Regions from separate parts of the Anas platyrhynchos genome. Here region 2 is linked to region 1. Evidence: chromatin contacts called from public Hi-C data. All regions are on one chromosome and are shown on one strand. The core of a region is the stretch at or near the end of the contact, and the rest is flanking DNA. Distances in the headings are between cores, read along the strand shown.

Evidence for each region. Hi-C and Micro-C count contacts between places; a contact is called where the count stands out from the background.
Region 2: a contact with region 1 is called in a Hi-C map of liver, with 3 times the contacts expected there. The contact joins two enhancer-like sites. A contact is called at or near these places in 3 of 8 Hi-C or Micro-C datasets (liver, skeletal muscle and subcutaneous adipose tissue).

Annotation. Positions count from the first base shown.
Region 1 is chr11:9,052,527-9,055,590 of IASCAAS_PekinDuck_T2T, forward strand. MTMR10 (myotubularin related protein 10) reads right to left here. Exons shown (of 16, transcript XM_027466187.3): 6 at 1,044-1,134. Among named protein-coding and RNA genes, the nearest start is that of MTMR10, 24 kb to the right of the region's middle. Within about 2 kb of position 1,790, at least 2 of the 8 cell types and tissues checked have an H3K27ac peak or open chromatin away from gene starts, as enhancers often do.
Region 2 is chr11:9,106,633-9,109,383 of IASCAAS_PekinDuck_T2T, forward strand. It overlaps TRPM1 (transient receptor potential cation channel subfamily M member 1), which reads right to left. Exons shown (of 30, transcript XM_072043536.1): 16 at 1,670-1,804; 17 at 826-876. Among named protein-coding and RNA genes, the nearest start is that of MTMR10, 30 kb to the left of the region's middle. Within about 2 kb of position 1,484, at least 1 of the 8 cell types and tissues checked has an H3K27ac peak or open chromatin away from gene starts, as enhancers often do.

The DNA of each region.
Region 1 (3,064 bases), core at 540-3,039:
TAAGGACGTTTTAAGGCAACTTTGTGACAGACCAACATTTTGTTCGCATGCTACTTTACCACTTTATGGCCATTTTATCTGCAAATTGCCTTCCTCCTTAGTACTTTGTAACGCTAACATACATGGACCTTAATTACCACCCAAGACTTAGCAGGTAAGATACTATATGTATATAATTATGTATGCAACATAATCACATGCACCATTATCCTTGTGCATGCATAAGGCAGTCATGTAGGCATCTGCATGAGAAATGTGCATTTTTGTACAAATTTGAATGTCTGAGCTCATAATTCCACAACATTCAAATTTGGTAACAATGATTTCTAATGCCAGCTCCTGAGTAAATATTTCTGTACCACAGATCTACATCAATGGTACTTCTGCTATTTGGAGGCTTGGAATGCTAAAACTGATGGTTTTCAGCTGTGTATTGGCTGGGGAACACTAAGCAGTGACCGCACAGCATTACACTAGAAATCAAGTTCCAAAGGCATCTTTTTCAGGCTTACCTAACTGACAGGGTTCAGTTGGAGATTGGCCTTGAGCAGAGAGGGTGTGCTCCAACTCAGCAGGGGTGGTGGAGGTTTTGAGTGGGAAGAACTGCCTAGTAAGCCTCTAGGAAAGGAGGTATGGAGTCCCAAGCTGCACAAATCCTCCTGCAATACCACCAGAAGAGAAACTTATTCCCAAAAGAAGGGCAGGTAAACAAGCCTGCCTGATGGGACATCAGCTATGCACCTAGAGTACCGCTACAGACTAATACACCGATAGGAGGATCGAAGTGTGAATGGAGAAATATGAGCACTCATGCTGACATTGGCAGTTTTGTTTCAGAGTACAGACACTGCTTTTGATTTTGGTCTTTAAAGTGTATCACAACAACTCACTTAAGTCCAAAAGTAAGAGGTTGGCTGCATGACAAGCCAATTTACTTGCCCCCAGAGAAAGCCTAAAAAGCTTTTTGCTATTGTTTCTGGATAGATGACTTACTAAGCTTACAGATTGTGAAACAGAAGAAAATAAGGTATTTTCATACTTACCTGGATTATGATATATTTCTCCAACATACTCAAATGCAAAGAGAAGCTGAAGATCTGTTGGCTGAGAATAATGAGCTATGGCAAGGCACACCTAGGAAATAAATGTTTATTAGTATTATTTATATACATAACATTTATTGCTCATGATTATGGCAGTATTAACTTTGCAGAGCAAAAGCTAAAACCAGTTTCTAATGTTCAATTTCCATACTTGATTTGAAGGGAAAACCAGTTTCTAACGTTCAATTTCCATACTTGATTTGAAGGGAAAAACAGAGGTTGCATGTTGAAGACTTCCAGGACCTATGTCAGTTCTGCATCTCATTAAGTTGTGTTCCCAAATTGTGAAAGGCATTAATGAATGTAAGCAAAAAGCAAATTGTCTGGCAATTAAGAAGAGCTTCTTCCCTAAGCTACTTGCAAGTGGTGGGAGGTATTTTCTTGGTGTTAGTCACTTGTAGTTTATCAGCTGAGTGAGAGGCAGGAGATTCTCCATCTCCATTTTCAATAGAACTTGTTTTTTTACAGTAAGCCCACTTGTCATGTGCAGGGGCTCTACCACTAATTAAACATGCCAGCAATCACTCCTTTCCCCCTCCCCAGCTGATCTTGAGAACTGAAATAGCCAACTGAAACATCAGCAAGATGTCAGTTTCAATTAATTTTGGCCTAGCCCATGTAGGTTCAGTCTCAGATGAATCACTTTCATTCACAAAAGAAATCCACCCATCACTTCTAGACGTCTGTGGGTTTAGCAAGTTCCAGCACCATCTCTGGCAATCTGATGCAGTCATCAGGTTTGACTAGGCTGAGTCACAAGCCCTGCCCTGGGAAGAGAATTTTAGCAGAGATTTCAAATAAAAGATGCATCCTCAGAACAGCAGAGATTAAGCCGGGGCATAAGGAAGAGTCTCGTCTAAACTTCACATCCTTTGCAATAGTCTTAGGAAACTCTTAGGCACAGGAAAAACTCAAAAAGTGCATTCATGCCAAGTCCTGCATGGAGAAAGCCACTGCATTTTTACTAGCTTGTATGTACCACGTATGTAGCATTATGAAACCTTCACTGAATATTTATGTACTCTGACTTTTGAGGGGGACATTTCCTGCTATTTATAAAACCAGTGACTACAGACTAACTCAAGCTTAAAACATTTTTTCACAAAGTTCCTGACAACAAATTCCCATCAACTCTTAGAAGAACAGTTGCTTTGACTTTTCTTTCAGTGCTACCATGGAACTGCAATACACTATAGAAGACAGGGTACTCCTAAGAAAGAAACAGTAAAAGTATTGCAGGGAAATGGATGAGCATGACTTTTCAAATGAACATTTATAAGCTGATTTCCACAATTTGGTAAAAACTGGTAGTAACTATCATGAAATAACTAAAAGCCAAGCAAATTTTAACACATCTTGAGGTTTGAAAAGCTCAAGAACTGTAATAGGACAACAGCTATTCCATAATACTTGTCATTTTCTAACAGACTGCTTTTGTCTGTCAGTGGCAGTGAAGCAAAATGCAGATCTGCATACATACACATTTTGACTTCCATTTTTCTCATTAACTTTTCATTAGAGTAATTGATGTTAATAGAGCTACTCCCGATCTTCATTTATGGGCATGAAGGATGAAAGCTTTTTGCTATGCTAATCGAGTCTCAAGGCTTGAGGATGAACTGCAAGACATTAAAGGATGCCATTGTGCTGCCAAACAGTACAATGCAAATACAGTAAAACTATTTTTAAAGGCAGCATCTAAAATAGCTTTCATTTATTTGAGAATGTGCATGTGTGGCATGTTAAGAGGGGTAAATTGTTTGGGAAATGGTATGCATTAGGATCTGGTTCACAACATGAGACCATGGCAGTGCTCTTGAACCCAGATGCTGAGAAGTTTTCTGGGTGTTCCCCAGAACAGATACAGCTCAAAGTACCAGTGCCACACGGGTGAAGCAGTCCACCTGAAGATTACAGTACAGGTTCAGGACCCCAATTTCTATTATTAAAAAAAGAAAATT
Region 2 (2,751 bases), core at 234-2,733, 54 kb after region 1:
CTCCATGTTAACCCAACTGAATCCCCGAGACTGTCGCTGAATGAGTGAGCCACGACAATGCAATGAGAAGGAGAGACAGACAGAAAGCAGAATGCAGAAGAGCATTAGTGACACTCAGAAAGACAAACACTGAATGAGATAAAGTAAACTAGGAAGCAGATCACTACAAATTACACAGTAAGCCAGTACTGCGTAATTCCTACACTCAAGCCTCCCCAGAATAAATGGGAGTTTTCCTTCACAAAAAGAAGACCATTCATTGTAGTTACATTTTACTGAATAAAAACTCCAAAATCTCAAAGAGAGTAAATAAGTAGCAACAGATTTTATAATTACCCTGTTAATGAACTAATTCGTATGTAATGGAAATAATTAACATGTTTAGGACTTGTAGCACTTAGAACAGATTTTCTCCCAAGGACTACTTGTGAGAAAAATAACTGTATAACATACAGTGAAACAAACAAAAGGATAGAAGTTATGTTCTGGGAAGTGGGGCTTCCAGTAAACTTAGCAAGCCTTTCCTTTCACTCCTCCTTTGTAACACCCGATTGGGAGCTTCTTGTGGAGAAGAAACAGTATCAAATCTCAAATGATACAATATTAGGAGCCTTACTTTCCTCTCCATTGTTATTACTAGTAATGCAATACAGCCATATCCAAATTAGACTGACACCATTATTTGCCCCAAGAAATTATCTGACTTTCCTTAACAGCTACCATCTCAATTTTAAATGTCTGTTTTCCCCCATGCTGTGCTTGCTTTTACAGTTGACTCATATTGTTAATGTAATCATGCAAACGTAGTGCAGCTGTTAAGCTTACCTTTTTCACGTCTCTAACTAGCAAATGCAGCGTATTTGGAGGGCCCAATCTCTGAAACAAAAATTATTCACTATCCATTAGAGCTTCAATAATTCATATTTTTCACAAACACAAATAGCCCTGTAAGAAGAACTTTAGGCAATTATGTTCATCACGTTTTACAGGGGTGAAAAGAAGGAACTGGGCTACAGTGACAAACACAGTATTAAGAGTTGTATAGTCCCTTTCTCATAATACTTTATGTGGTAGTTCAATGATCTTGATTCAAGTCACAGCAGTTTTTGGTACTATCTGAACTTACGCTTTCCAACAGGAGACATAAGGGATTAGAGGACTAGACTTAAGTTATATGTTGTATGAGTGCTGCCCTGGACTACCTGCCACTTAAACAACAGCGAGAAAAATGCTCTAGAAGTAGTCATGTTCTTGCAGAATTTGTTGTGGTTTGGGTAGGGGAGAATTTAAATAAAGAAGCATGAACTCCTACAGTTTAGGGAAAAACATTCTGTTTTTCTGGGCCACAAAGAAAAATGATACTGACTTATTGTTTCTTTAAATGTTCTTAACACGCACCTTAAACACGTCATTACACAACAAAGTATAACAGCTTCTAAAAGCAGCTACAAGCTCAGGCATCAGGAATGCGCATATATAGGGAAACCTCAGGACACTATGTGTAAGAGCAATGGCTCCCTCTACTGCTATCCAACTTCTCTGTACTGTTACAGCTCAGCTTTTTAGAGACCAATTTTTGAAGCATATATCAGAAGGAGACGAGGAAAAAGGACATCCCTATACAGTAGCAAAGATACCACATGGCATTTTGTTACTCCTGCTCACTCACAGTATTATAAAGTTCTTCCAGTCGAGGAATAGTGAGGAAGTGTTGCATGTTCACTCCATTCTCAATGAGCAGTTTCACGAAGTCCACTCGATCCAGAACCAGTGCATCCAGCATAGCCTGCTCCAGAGAATTCACCTGAATTGCAGAATGGAAAACATGGGACTATACAAGCACAGATGATGTGGCTGGCCAACAACCACAAACATTTTCATTACTTAGGAGATCCCCAAGTTCCCAAATACACTGATTAATCTCTAAGTGAGAAGGAATTTAGAAAGTGACATTTTACCCTTGCGGAAGTCAATACAGATGGTACAGCTTACAGGTGATTTTTTGAGAGACAAGACAGCAGTGAAACGAACCTCTGGCAAATAAGGCTATAGCTTTCCAGTCATCTATTTTAGTATTTTTATCTAAACCAGGCTTGCCATACTGGATATATTATGTGAAAGACAGATTTACTTGCTTAACATGGTAGGAAGAAGTTAAAAAAATAAATAAATAAAAATGATACTATAGACATTTAATAAGAGGTTGACATAATTTACCTGGTAACTCACTTATGTATCATCCACTCACTGTCACTCACAGAGAAAAGGCAACATTTAATGCTTGAGAGGCTCAAATCGTTCAGGAAGAAGCACTTCCTTTTCCTTCAACAACTCAACTTTTGGCTTTGGAAAACGGTCAGAAAGTCTAAAGGATCTTCTCTTAGCATGGTCTAAAGGCTTAGAACCCACTGGGAGAGGGGAAAAGCCCTTGAGCAGCAATCCTTTAGACACATGACCTTGAATTTAGACAACAAAATGCTTTAACCTGCTGCAAATGGAAAATAAAGCACTTACAAAAAGCAATGTTTAAGCTGCCTTCATTTGATAAATAATGTATACAAAGGAGGATGAAGATGTTCACTGATGTCCTCATTTCCTTCTGACAAGTGCAGGGAAGAAGATTCAGCAGACAGGCACTGCCTTGTACTGTTGTGGTGTGGTTGTATGTAGTGCACACTGGATGAGAAATGTTCCTGTCTCCAAGACAGAACAGCACCCCTGCACAATTCTATTGCTGATCCTACAGAAACG